Regions from separate parts of the Zea mays genome. Here region 1 is linked to region 2. Evidence: chromatin contacts called from public Hi-C data. All regions are on one chromosome and are shown on one strand. The core of a region is the stretch at or near the end of the contact, and the rest is flanking DNA. Distances in the headings are between cores, read along the strand shown.

Evidence for each region. A called contact is a pair of places that touch in the nucleus more often than the background predicts.
Region 1: a contact with region 2 is called in a Hi-C map of leaf, with 2.1 times the contacts expected there. The contact joins the promoter of LOC103645585 here to the promoter of LOC100191549 in region 2. A contact is called at or near these places in 3 of 25 Hi-C or Micro-C datasets (bundle sheath, ear and leaf).

Annotation. Positions count from the first base shown.
Region 1 is chr1:276,426,689-276,434,624 of Zm-B73-REFERENCE-NAM-5.0, forward strand. LOC103645585 (protein ILITYHIA) reads left to right here and starts at 5,917. Exons shown (of 60, transcript XM_020546904.3): 1 at 5,917-6,200; 2 at 7,809-7,936. The coding sequence starts at 6,071.
Region 2 is chr1:276,001,959-276,008,830 of Zm-B73-REFERENCE-NAM-5.0, forward strand. It overlaps LOC100191549, which reads left to right and starts at 4,670. Exons shown (of 7, transcript NM_001136979.3): 1 at 4,670-4,879; 2 at 4,993-5,197. The coding sequence starts at 4,794.

The DNA.
Region 1 (7,936 bases), core at 4,667-7,166, 430 kb after region 2:
TATTTAGCCCACACACATACCCTAATGGAGTAAATACCCATCGGGTATCGGGTATCGGGTCGCGGGTACCCATTGCCATCTCTAGACTTGAGATTTCAGGTACTTCACCAAATTGGCCTTCAAATTTCTCGTGACCTCGCTGCTACTCGTATCAATACATACAGATAGACAAAGAGTACATAAACATAACAGTACACCAAACATAAGAACAAACATCGTAAAAATATTCTAGCGCTGCTATGAGATCGTAGGTTTGAGAACCACTAAATTCGGAGTTACGGTTAAAAAGTTGTAGTGTTCATAAAATTTATGTGATTAAATATTAAACTATGTTATCTTGATTAATATAAACCATGCGAGTAAATATATAACAAATTCACTTTAATCTACGTTATAACTTGATTAGTGTAAGATTATAATTATAGACATAGTAACTTTGGTTAGTAGGATAAATCTACTAAACATAGGATAAACAAATATCTAATTACAAAAGTATGTGATATGATACAATTAAGGCTATTACTGTGTAGGCAATTTTATTACAAAGCTATCGCAACTTGAAGAGGTCAAATCAGAGTTAAATAATGTAAGATGCGAATTTCCAAATTTTATTGATTTATTCTCATATTATAAACCATTTTTAGTTTTTATTTTACATAATTGAAGCTCTGATTCTCTTGGGTTCTGTATTTTATATAAGTCAGAGGGCAAATTTGCAAAATACGGGGACCTGGTTTATATACTTCACAATAGTACACAGACGATGGGTTGGTTGTTGGAAAGTCCATGGTCTCTTTTGTAAATGTACAGTCGACCGAAGGGTTATGGGACAATCCTAGCAGTCAGATCAACATTCAATGAATCTGATTGGATCTGACCTCCAAGCCTAGATACGACCGTTGATCGCGAGATTAATGGTGAATACTTTATGAAAGGGAAATAGGGTCAAACCTTTTCCTAAATAATTTTGGTGGTTGAATTGCCCAACACAAATAATTGGACTAACTAATTTGCTCTAGATGATAATTTCTACAGGTGCCAAAAGTTCAACACAAACCAATAAAAAGTCCAAGATAGGGTTCAAAAAGAAAGGAGCAAAACCAACCGACGGCTACCCTGGTCTGACGCACTGGACTGTCCGGGCACCACCGGACAGTGTTCGGTGCACCAGGGAGATCAACTCTGGACTGCTCAGCTTCGGGTTTTTGGAGAGCCACTCCGCTATAATTCACCGGACTGTCCGGTGTAGCACCGGACTGTCCGGTGTGCCATGCGGAGCAACGACTACTGCGCCAACGGTCATCTGCAAAAGTGAACAGTGAACGTGAACAGTGTGCGGCCAGCGCGCACAGAGTTAGAGCAGCGCCAGAAGGCGCACCGGACAGTGAACAGTGACTGTCCAGTGCGGCACCGGACTGTCCGGTGCCCCAATCTGTCAGAGCTCCAATGGTTGAACCCTAACGGTTGGGTGACGTGGCTGGCGCACCGGACTGTCCGGTGCGCTCGTCGACAGACAGCCTCCCTAACGGGCATTTTGGTGGTTGGGACTATAGATACCCCCCAACCACCACACTTCAAGGCATCCAAGTTTTCAGCCATTGCATTCAATACAAGAGCTCTATACTTCACTCCAAGACACAAAACAAAAGATCAAATCCTCTCCAAGTCCCAATCTCATTCCAAAGACTTAGTGGCTTGTGAGAGAGAGACATTTGTGTTCATTTGAGTTCTTGTCGCTTGGATCGCTTTTCTTCTTCCCCATTCTTGCTCTCAACACCTTTGTAATCAAGCAAGAGACACCAAGTTGTGGTGGTCCTTGTAAGGGGTCTAAGTGACCCATTGATTAAGGAGAAAAGCTCACTCGGTCTAGGTGATCGTTTGAGAGAGGGAAAGGGTTGAAAGAGACCCGGTCTTTGTGACCACCTCAATGAGGAGTAGGTTTGCAAGAACCGAACCTCGGTAAAACAAATCACAGTGTCATCCGCTTTCATTTGCTTGTGATTTGTTTTCGCCCTCTCTTTCGGAATCGATTATATTTCTGACGCTAACCCGGCTTGTAGATTGTGCTTAAAGTTCATAAATTTCAGATTTGCCTATTCACCCACCTTTAGGCGACTTTCACTTTACTAGGCCCGGGATCCCTCCGATCTGGATCGAATGGTTGGTAATTAACTAGGTGAACCGTCACACTCCTTCTAATCTCACCCGCTAATATCGGGATCAACGGTCCATCGACTTCTTCCTCCCCCTGACACAACCCGACGACGGCGCCCGCTGGCCACGACGGGGCCATGGCTGGAGTCCGGCCAGCTAGCGAACTTGTACCACGACATGATGCTATTAGAGCTACGGCATGAGGAAACGACGACGAACACGACCGAGGTACCATGGGTAGGCAAAAGGCATTAAACGAGGTTGTCCATGCAACAAGGAGGGGACGAGGCGGAGTTGAACTCCGGTGAGCAATCTACGACGCCCCAACGCTCCAAACCGACCCATAATCGATGAACACGGTGGCAGGTACGAGCGGCATGGGATTGAAGCCTTACCGGTTCCGGAAGCCGTGGAGCGCCCCGCCTCGGTGATGCGCGATTCGGGACGCCCTCCCTCCCCCACTGGCGAGCAATTGCGCCAAGGGTGAGACCACTTGGCGCACCCCCGGACACGAGAAGGGTCTTCGGTTCACGACGATTACCACGATCGACCCACTGAGGGTGATCCAGGGACAACAACACGAAATCACCGCGACGGCACTGCTTCCACCTTTCTCTGGCACCGGCGCTCTCTTTCTCTATTTCGCGCAGGGTAGTTGGACTTAGATGAGAACACGGAAGGTAGGGCTCGGACGTACGATTTTATAGCCCCCTCCCCACTCGGTTCGGCGTTTGAACGGACCCCCGAGATCGACGCGAGGTCCGCGGTGGTTCACTTTGCACGGGCGGGCTGTTGAGATCGCGCGACGGGGAAGATGATAGTGTGGGCCCACCACTCAATCAGCGGAGAGGATTGCGCACGCTGTGAGATTGATTGGTGGGTCCCACAGGATAGTGTTATGTGCGCGCCACCGCTGAGATGTGGGGCCCGTATGCCAACGCCATCCTCTGCGCGACCGCGTTTGGGCCCGCGGGCGTGCATGCTAGAAAGGCTTAGTGGGCTGAAATGCAGTGGAGCGGCCCATCCGGCTTCCTTTCTTTTTTTCTTTTTCTGTTTTTATATCTCCCATTTTCAACTTTCAAAATTCCAAATTCAATTTGAGTTCAATTTTAAACTGGAAATTTCAAATTAAGTACACAACCAAATAAAGATCCAACATGCATGCAATATATTTATTTATTATTATTTTACCCATTTAGGTAAATGGTTCGTAACTTAAAAGAGTAAATTACTCCCTTAAATATATATTTCCTATTATTTATTCTTATGAGTTTCAAACTAAATTCTAGTCTCCCAGTTTAGATATAATTTTGAACTACTAAGCTTTTAATATTACTCAATTATTTCTTGTTATCACCATTTTTATTATGGGAAAATTTTACTAAGACCATAATTAGGATTTTAGAGTGTTTAGCTAATTAATTAAAGGAACTAGAGGTACGGTTGCTTCGCCATCGTGCTGTCAATGGGGTTCACGACACATTACTGTCTCTACCGAGGTTTTTTCGTTTTGCTTTTTGTTAGCCACCCCATATAGGGAGAAGTATTATGTTTATCAAACCCGAAGAATTCTAACATGCGACTATACCTTTAGGGAATGTTTATAAAATCTACGTAGTGAGATAGTGAGATCTTGCCGACTCACCTTGGAAGTGTTTAAAGGTATGTACAAATCTATGCAAAAAGGGATCACAGTTCATGGGTAAAGTGTGCGGCCTCTACAGAGGGTTAGAAACTGATATATCTGCAGCTCGTGGGTAAAGTGTGCGGCCTCGGGAGTTTTTTTAGAGATAGTCTGGATACATTTATGATGATGACTACAATGATGGTGGCTAAAATTATGGATTCTAGCAATAATTCCTTTTGGGATGATAACTTGGGTTTTTATGATAAAATCTGGCTTCTACCAATAATAATTACTAGACGAATTGAAAACAATTGCTTTGAGTCTAACTCCACGTAAAGCTAGTCCATATCAGCCAAACGAGGCACTTGCCGAGTACGCTGATGCGTACTCAATGTTGCTTTAACACAAAACATGAGGTTGTTCACACTGCAACCACTACTATAAAAAGATGAAGGCAACATGAAGGACTTCCAAGAGTTTTAGGACTGAGAAATTTTAGACTAGATTAGTGACAACCTCCAACGAACTAGTTGTGATGGCCTTATCTCTACCATGTTTCACTTTAACACTTTGATTACTTATTAAGTTGATTATGTAGATGTCTTCGACACCATGATGTAATAAAAGTTAATACCTCTTTATGTTATTATTCGAGTACTGTACAATATTCATTTGTGTAATAATTGTATACGTGAGTTCTGATCCTGACACGTACATTGTTCGCATTCAGCTGAAACCGGGTGTGACACTTTTCAACTCGAGACTTGTAGTTAGGGATGGCACCTTTTTTACCGTAAGCCAAAAACCGAATTTAACCGTACCGAATTTTTGATTTTTTGATAGTTTGGTTCGATTTCGTTTTTTGTATCTAAGAAGTTCGGTGTTCGGTATCGTAATCGGTTTTCATCGTATACCAAACCAAAATAAAAAAAACCCCGAATATCAAACTTTATCATTTCTAAAATTCGATTAATTGATTATGTGAACTAAATGTGTAATGTAATTAAATTGTTATTCACTTATTTTTATGTGATGTATAATGTATCTCTAAAACCTACATAATTTTTTACTTTTTTGAAATTATGTGTAATCTATCATATAAACTTTTATGTATTGTGTTGAGTATAAGTTTGATATTCGTTTTTTTACCGAAAACCGAAATCGATTCCTACATCATGAAAACCACAGTTTTTTGAAACCGAAAAACTGAACCAAAATTTAAAAAAAGAAGTTCCAGCCCTACCTAAAGTCCAGAGAGATAAAAACAATTTCATGTGAAAAGACATATTTTCATTTTTCACGATGAAACCAGCAGGTTGATCCACATGTAGCTAGTATTCTTATAACCATCATTTTTTTTGCTTGAAAGTAAAATTTGAAGTAAAAATACTGCTGTTTGACTATGGAGGTGTTTGAATACACCAAGCTAATAAGTAATAGCTAAAATTATTTAGCGACATCTAAACACCCTAACTAATATTTAAGCTATTAGCTATTTTTAGTAAATTAGCTAGTAGTTAGCTAAGGTGGCGTTTGAATGTGCTAGAGCTAATAGTTAGCAGCTAAAATTAGTCATAGACATCCAAACACGCTAGCTAATAGTTCAACTATTATTTATTTTTAAGTAAATTAGTTAATAGTTAGTTAACTATTGTTAGCTAGCTAATTATAATAACGCTTTTTAGCCAACTAATTATTAGCTCTAGTACATTCAAACATCTTCTAATTCAACTAGCAAATTTGCAGCCATTAGCTCTAATGCATTTAAAAACCCGTATAATTACCATCACTCCATGTTTTCAAACTACGCCCACCTTTTTTTTTATTTTTAAGACAATAGAGAGAAAGTTTCTAATCTATGTGACCGTACACCGCCAAATTCTTATAAGATTTTTCAGCTAATTAACTGGGAAAAAGAAATGAGAACACAAGTAGATGAAAATGATTATAAGCAAAGTCTAATATTGGTTCTCTATCCTTACTTGTTGATTCAATGCAACAACTTTAATTGTTTGCCTCACAAGTTGGATGGTCCTCTTTGCATTGGCACGCTATAACAAAACTTCTATTGCGATTTTTATCCAATTTTTTTATTGCTAAATCAAGTAGGGTAAATTTTGATCGAGCAGTCCCTTGAACCCCAGTCAACCTGGCACTGGCAGCCCTCCCCAACCTTGCCCGCGTCTGCACAGTCCTTGGCCGCCGCAGCACACACCGCACTCGCACACCTGCAAGCCTGCAACTCATCGCCCCCCCGCCGCCACGCAAGTGCGCCCAGGCCTCAGCGAAATGGGCGCGCAGGAGGCGGCAGTGGAGGATGTGCTGCGCGCCGCCGCCGCCGAGGTGTCAACCTCCTCGGCGAAGCGCCGCTTCCGCCTCTTCCGCCACACCCTACCTCTTATCATCGCGAAGGTCATAGGTACTCACCCTATCATCGTCTCCGCCCTCGTTTCTCGGGCTCGCTCGCTCGCCGTCGTCTGCGTGTTTTGGTCTCCCTCCCGTGCGCCGCGCTCGTGCCGCGCGCATCGCCCCACCTTGTTTGCGGACCTCGACAGCGGAAGCCGCTCGGCCTGCCCCGATCTGGACGCGCCTGAAGCGACAGCGGAGAGTTTACAGCACGCCCCTGCCTCAAGTGCCTGAAGCTGCAGTGGCTCCATCGCGCCGTTCGCGAAGATGTCGATTTGCGCCGAGCGGAGCCAGCTCCCGACACCGTGGCTGCCGTTGTCGCTTTTGCTGGTGCTCGCTGGTGGGCTGAATGCTAGCTCTGGCACCCTATTGAAACGACGACAAGATCTCTCATACTTTATTGATTTATCAAATATTTTTTCTCACGGGGTTCGGGGAGATTTGGGCTTTGGGAATACACGTAGTGGCCAGGGAACCTGTCAGGAGACCTGATGCTGGTTGCTGAAGCAAGGTTTGGTTTGCATCGTCTATGCTTAGCGTCGAGATTTTCTACTGCTTGCAAGTTGTGTCGTCCAAGAAAGGGTCCGTCTCGCAATCCAAGAAGGCGACGATCTGAGCTGCAACACTCGACGAGAGAGACGGGTCTTACGATCAGTGTTCTTAAGGCGACGCCTAGGCGTCCAGGCGCTCGGGCAAAACTGGCTGCCTTGCTCGCCTTACCCGCCTAGTCGTTAAGGCGGTTGTCTGGTGCACTTGCTCGCCTAGGTGCCTTAAGAACACTGCTCACGATTGGTTATCCAGATGACCCATCACACTAGACACTGGTTGACACCAAAAAATAGCGGGCCTACCTGTTGGGTACTTGGGTATCTACACCAAACTTTATGTTTTGGGTACTGGGTCATGGATCGATCAAATTAAATCTGCAAGCCTACTTGTAGTGATCAGTGCAAGGCTTTTTGGCTCATGTTAATAACCTATTCTATCATAGTCCAACAATTTGAGATAGGCACGAGATCTCAACAAATGTGCAGTGCAACTTTAGCCTACTGTGAGATACATGATTGCTGTGACATTAAAGCGTTCATGCATTATTCTGGTCATATCATGATTCATTTTGCAATGCATGCATGTACTCGCCAATGCTGCAATCAGATTGCTTGTGATCTTTTTCACTTGTTGTATGCTTAAGCTATGCTTCACTTTCAGTCGATTATTTATCTGGCTAGGTGCTATGGTTGTTACTACCACATGTCTGTTGACAATTGCCAATATTTTGCACACAATGTCATATAACAGTGGATTTAATGATTTTGAGAAGGACATCTTACTGTCCTTCAGATTACATGTCAATGTTCTTTTTTTCTCTGGGTAGACTTAAAACCATTCAAATAAATTCACAGATCCTAAGTACTTATCTGCTACTATCCAAGACAATAGATTTTCCTTTTTGGTGTGTGTGTGCTGTGAATTGATCTCTCTCTCTCTCTCAAGCATGAACCTTTGTCTCTCTGCAGATTCATTTTCCATGTGAATGCAAACTGACACTTGTGCTGCTCATTTATTCGGTACCTAATCATTATGAAACCATTTTTCTTAAATTGCTTTGTTTTACGTGCAGAATCACCATCAGATACTGCATTGTTAGTCGATATCATTTTCCAGACATTGCCAATATACGACGACCGGGCATCACGAAAAGCAGTAGATGATATGGTTATTCAGGCTCTTGGTGAACCCACCTTCATG
Region 2 (6,872 bases), core at 3,420-5,919:
AAGTTAAAATATAATAATAAAATAAATAAATACATGAATTTATATAAAAGTGTTTTAGGAATTATTTCCTTTACTTTGTGCATACTCAAGTAAGGGAATTAAAATAGTTAAAATAGCAAATAAAATAAATATAAATGTAGTTCATGTTGAAATTTTGTTTTGTATGAGCATGTTTGAATGAAAATTTGAATTTGGAGATTTATAAATTTAAAATTTAAAACAGAAAACAAAATAGGGGATTAGAAAGTGAAAAAAATATAAAAAGAGAAAACACTTCCCTCGGCCGGATGGGCCAAATCCACCCGGCCCAAGAACACACCTGCCTTTCGCCCCGCACATCCCTACCCGCGTCCTCCGCTCATGGCCACTGCCTGGCGGGTCCCACAGTGTCAGCCTCCCTGCTCGCGCGCGTGTCTTCTGTTCCTGACAAGCCGGCCACACCGCGCGTATCGCGCCTCACTCTGTCGCCGCCATGGCTCTATGACTGATGGGGCCACCTCGACAGCTCAGTCGTCCTCCTCAACAGACCGCGATTTCTACTCCGTGCTGCGGACTCGATGCAAACAGAAGCGCGTGGAGATCGCGCGGGCCAGTCGTCGGTTCCGCAACCTGATCTTCACCACTCTCCCCCGTCCGTGATCTTCGTGGGGCGGCCTATAAGACCATGCCAGCGCCTCTCGTCCAGGGAAGCAAGCAAAAGCGCGGGGGGAACATGGAGGGCAGTGAGGTCCGCCGTGGGGGCATATCTACCAAAGCCCTGATGGCATGCGATTGTGATTCGGTCTGGGGACTGAGCCGCATCCCTAGGAAGAAGTATATGTCCACACCGAGCACGATAGGTTAGTATCTACGCAGGAATTGTTCGTCGGAGCACTCCTTCGCCATGGATCCGCAACTCGCCGTGGTCCGCGTACCTGCGCGGCAATATGTGGTGAGAATTCGCCCACCTAGCTCGCCTTCATCCTCTCCGCGTATAGCTGTTTGAGTAACATAGTTTAGAGCACTCTGGGGGCCGCGCAGGGCTTATGTCAGCCATGGCGCCGCCGTGGGGAGGCCATCACCGCCGTGGCCGGACCTCTGCGCGTCTCCAACTCGGGTATGAACCTGCCTCGCGGACTCACCTAAACTTCCGCTTCATGTAACACTGCTGGGAGCTAGGAATGGCGCGCGGGTCGCGGAATCGGATGTCTCCGGTGATGGCGTCGCCGTACTCCGGCGAACGCGCCGTTGCTCGGTTAGGACAGGGTCAGGTAGCCTCGGGCCGTCGATCTCCTGCGCAACGGCTGAGATTAGATAGTTCCCATCCATTTGCGCGAGTGTGCGGGTACCGTTGATCCGCGATCCCTCGGCTCATATTAGTTCTAGATTCATTAAACCGCGACCCTTGGATTCGGATCCGAGGGACTAGATCGGATACCGGTTCGATGTAATATGGATCTAATCTCCGCCCTTTAAACCTCATCGGACGGCCACGATCGGCCGATACCCCCTTCGTGGGTTTAATTTGCATTCGAACCCTTAGGTTTAAGCGAATTAGAACCCGCCGTCCATGCGGGTGTGGTTCTGAGTGTTGAGAACATTTGCGCAAGGGCCCCTATACTTTACAGAATTTGAGGCGCAGTCCATAGAGATAGAAAAATCAGAAAAATAAATTTAGAAAATGATTTTAATGTGAAAATAAATGCTAGAAACTTGTAAAATTAATAGTTAATTTATTTTAACTCCAAATTGAGTCATTCCAGTTGCAATAATTTTGTATTAATATTGTCTATCAACTAGTAATAGTGTTTAGCCATGAAACTTGAATTAAAATTGTTCATTTGGATTAATCTACTCTAAGCACTAAATAATTTTGGAAATTCATAACTTAATAACCGTAGCTCCGAATTTAGTGGTTCTTATTTCTACGATCTCGTAACATCACTTAGAATATTATTATGCAGTTTATTCTTATGTTTAGTGTAATGTTAATTTTGCCTATACATGTTTGTCTGTATTACTACGTTTAGCAGTGAGGACACATGTCTTCCGAAAAGCAAGTTGGTACCTGGAATCTCAAGTCCCAGGCAAGTTGTGCCCTTGATCACTTCTTTTTACCCAGCCATGTTCTGATTAATCATAATGATCTGCATAGGTTAATTTTGATGGGACCCAATAGGTTACCCTAGTTTGATTATCTTTATACCTTGTTACCATTGAACTTTTTGGGTAGTACTTGCTAGTGCTTTATGTGGTTTTGGGTATGAAGATACATTACTCATGATTATACTTTTGTTATCCGTTGTTATTTATCGTTCATGATAAGATCATTATGTTAATTGGAACATGGAGCGACCACCCGGGAAAACAGTGCTACCACAAGGGTTTAATGGGACGCCCTTGGCTGATTAATTAGGAAAGCTAGTGGAGGACTACCTTACCCGAAAGGGGCAAGGGCAGTAGGGGAGTGGTCAGTGTAGGGAGGCCCTCGGGAGGATTTTGCTGCGATGGCGGTCCTGCAAGGGATTCCTGCATTGGAGCTTCCTATAAACTGTAGCGGGTTTTCTGAAGCTAGTGGAACTTTGTAAAGGCCTCGTAGTGTTACCCTGCCTCGCCTCCTCGGTAGAGGTGTATGGGAAGTCGCGATCCCTTGGCAGATGGGTAACATGACTTGTGGGTAAAGATGTGCAACCTCTGCAGAGTGTAAAACTGGTATACTAGCCGTGCTCACGGTCATGAGCAGCTCGGACCCTCACATGATTAATTTATGGAACTTAAATTCAATTTGCCATATGCATTGCATCGCAGGTGATGTTGTTACTTCTGTTCTACTATTTAATTGGGTTGGTATTTACTTATACTTAGTAATTGCTAATAAAATTTTGACCAACTTTAAAAGCAATGCTCAGCTCTAACCATCCTCTTTGGTAAGCCTTACACTTCACGTGAGCTCTCACCTTTGGCGAGTTCATGCACATTATTCCCCACAACTTGTTGAGCGATGAACGTATGTGAGCTCACTCTTGCTGTCTCACACCCCCCCCACAGGTCAAGAACAGGTACCACAGGATGAGGCGCGTGGAGGATGCTGTGATGAGTTCGTGAGTGGTCTAGGCCGTCGTCTCCCAGTCAACTTTGGGTTGCTGGATCGTTTCCTCATATGATGTAATTATTTAATTATTTTTGTACAGAACTCCTGTTATATAGTAACGATGTGACATTCGATCCTGTGCCACTATGCATCATATGTGTGAGACTTGGTCCCAGCACACCTGGTGTTTAGGTTCGCGCCCGGGTTTTTGACCCCTAAAATCCGGGTGTGACAATGCACCCCCTCCCACCCGTGCCATCACGCACCCCACAACGCGCTCTCTCTCATTCTCTTTCTCTTGCTTTGTTCTCTACCGTTGATCCAGATAGAGGGGGCAAGGCGGCGAGGGGTGGGGGTTGCTCTCCATCGGAGATGCGTGAGGACGATAACACAACGAGCACCACCCCCTAGCGGGTGGGTGGGGAAGGGGGATGGGCAATGGCTCTCCATAGCCATGTGGAAGCTTATGTGATGGTGGTGTTGGTGCTGCATGGGAGTTCTACGGCCCAAGACAAGCTTGCGCTAGCTTTGCAACTGGGTCGGGAGTGGCGATGCCACGAGAGCTCTACGGCCCGCCCGCGACAACGGCACTTGGGTGACCAAGTGGGAACATACGAGCTAGGTGGCCTATTAGGCTACTTATGGTGCAACAGCTGGTACGACCCTGCCTACTGCGCTCTTCGATCGTTCGTCTTCAAACAGGATGGATAGTCAGAGGCTATAGATCTGCAGTAGAGCAGTCTAGCTTGATGTGAGAATAGGGACGGACGGGGAGGCGGTGGAGATGACGTCACCATTACGAAACGATCACGATCATGGTCGATAATCGAGAGGGTGAAGGAGATACGAACGCATGGGATGATGTGGGAGCGGGGCAGAAATGATGTTGAAATCTTCAACGCAAGAAAGTGTTTCTTCGATGTTGACTGTTGAGAATGGCGCGACGACGACGACACGACGAGCACCTCCAACAGAAGGAGGTGTGAGGGGCGCTGGCTCTCTGTATGAGGATGACCACAAGACAATCATTTTCTAGTGGACATCTTATTAGTATAATCAGACTTTTAGTTTATTATAGATGGCATGACAATGTCATAAAACCTTAAGCTATATTAGGCTAATCATAATGGAGGTTTCATGAGGTGTTTCATGTATTAATTAGTCTGCCACATCAGCTATTTTGATGACATGTCACATCATTTAAGAAGGAAGAGTTTCATGGAGTTTTGTGGGGATGAAACCATGTTAACTAGTTCCCAATGTCTTGGAAAACTGTGTGAAATCTTCACAGAGAGTGTTTTGTTTTATCTTCGTATAATTGAGTAAATTCTTTTAGTTATTTATATGCAGCATTTAAGAAGTACGTTGACATATGAAATAGTGAGATGAAATTCTACATTAAGAGAAGATGTTTCATTCATCTATAAAGCTGATGTGACATTTTTAGAAATAGGGACATGAAATCCTCACTGTGATTAGTCTTATTAGCTTGCTCGCGTTCTTAATTACTAGACCAACGCATTCTGCTATTTTGTAGCCATTGCTATCTCCAGTGTCACCACGCGTTCTTATTAATGCGAGCACGCAAAGCCAGCAACTGGACCGCGTCGGGCATCGGTTCCTGCTCTGTGCTATACTGCTATCCCCTCCCCCAAGCCGCCACCACCACCAGCAGCGGAACCCCCCGCCCTCGTTCCTCCCCCGCCGGCGAGAGATCGACGAGATGGTGCTGTCACACGGCGTCGGTGGCTCCGATGAGTCCGTCCACTCGACGTTCGCGTCCCGCTACGTCCGCACCTCCCTTCCTAGGCACGTCCTTCCTCCCTGCCTTCCCTCCGCGCTGTCTCGCTCGAGCCGAGAGCATTATTTACGCGCCGCGGTTTTCTTCGTTGGGCTACCCGCCGCTGACCGCCCGCCCGCAGGTACCGGATGCCGGAGCAGTCGATCCCCAAGGAGGCGGCGTACCAGATCATCAACGACGAGCTGATGCTGGACGGGAACCCGCGGCTGAACCTGGCGTCCTTCGTCACCACGTGGATGGAGCCCGAGTGCGACAAGCTCATCCAGGCCTCCGTCAACAAGAACTACGTCGACATGGACGAGTACCCCGTCACCACCGAGCTGCAGGTACGCTCGCTGCGCCGCTCCTGCTTGTTGCTCCGTCGATCGCTCATTGATCGAGCCGCAGATATGTATGGCTAGTTCCGGGTCATGATGATAGCGTGGTTCCTGTCCTCATCCCGAACGCGCAAACCAGATCCTTCCTTTCCCCACTTTCCCTTTTGCTCGCCCCCTCGTTTTTGATGGGTTCATTGCGGTTGAACAATAGTTAAACAGGGCTCCTGGTTTTTCATTGGCCCACTTGGCCTCTGATCTGGCCTTGGAGCTTGGATCTCTTATCTAAGTAGTTTATTTATATTATGGATGGCATGGCAACCTGGATCCAGAGAACCAGTAGGTACTGAAAAAACAATCCAAAATGATCGAGTATCCACTGCCCAGGCCACCCATCAAATGCTCGTTACTGCAATACTGCCTTCGTGCCTCTGCCTCCCAATGTGGCATGGGGCAATGGGCCAAGTTCTTCCTCCTTTTGCTTTTCAAGCCCCTTTTGAAATTTTCTGTCTCTACAATTTCTTATAGAAAAGTGAATCGATTTCTGTGATTTTTTTATAAAAAATTTCCGGTTACAGAAAGATAGTGACGGAGATACGAACCAAACAGTTCCCCTCCCCTGGCACAGCGACACCCTGGATGAGTGATGTGTGATGTGTGATGCGTCGGTGCTCTGCTACCTGCCTTTGAAGCTTCGCAAGAATCGCAACAGCAAGCGTAGCGGGGACAACAAGCCGGTCCCCGTGGTCCCGGGGAAGGGGAAGGGGAAGGGGAAGGGAACCTGCACAGTGGATTTTGACTATCTGTTTTTTATGAGAAGTTTCAAAAAAAAACCAGAAATGTTTGACATGTTCAAAGTACATAATAACAGACCTAATTAAGTGCACATTTCTCGCTTGTTTAATCGAATATTAAGAGCATCTCCAACAACGTGACCTATAAAAATGCCTTATAATTTAAAAATAAGTAAATTTTATAGAATTTAGGGCACCAACAAAACACCCTGCTCCAACAGTAAAGCCTCAAATCTAGATTATAGGGCAGCCCACTATGGTGTAATATATTTGAGGCACTTGAGAGGGTGCCCTATAATTTTTTAACAAAATTTGTTGAATTGAGGCACTGTTGGAGTGGTTTTTCTTGTGTAGAGCCCTATATTTCGATTTGAGGCATTAGTTTGAGGCATTGTTGGAGATGCTCTAAGAAGAAAAAAAATGACGCTGGTCAAAGTCTGAACGGTGAAACCCGTGCATACCTGTCCATTGTTGCCGACTGTGGCGTGGCGCGAGGTGGTGGTCGGAATCGGAAGCTGCTTGTTTTCTTCCGCGGTGGGGCGTCCAAGCCAATCGCTGCCTGCCTCCATGGTCCTGCACTTCTGCTGTCTTGGCTAGGGCTGGATATCGAGCCAGCTCGGCTCGGCTCGTTCGAGCTCGAGCTGGCTCGTTAAGCTAACGAGCTGGCTCGACTCGGCTCGTTAAGGTAGCGAGCCACAGAGTTAGCTCGGCTCGACTCGTTTACGAGCTCGAGCTGGCTCGTTTAGCTTGCGAGCCAGAGCAGAAAAAATAATATGTGTATAATAATCAATTTCTAGTTAATTTCAAACTAATTTAAAACAGAAAATAATAATTATACTCATAGTTTCACAGACCATATCAATATAACACCAAATTAACACAACTCATCACTC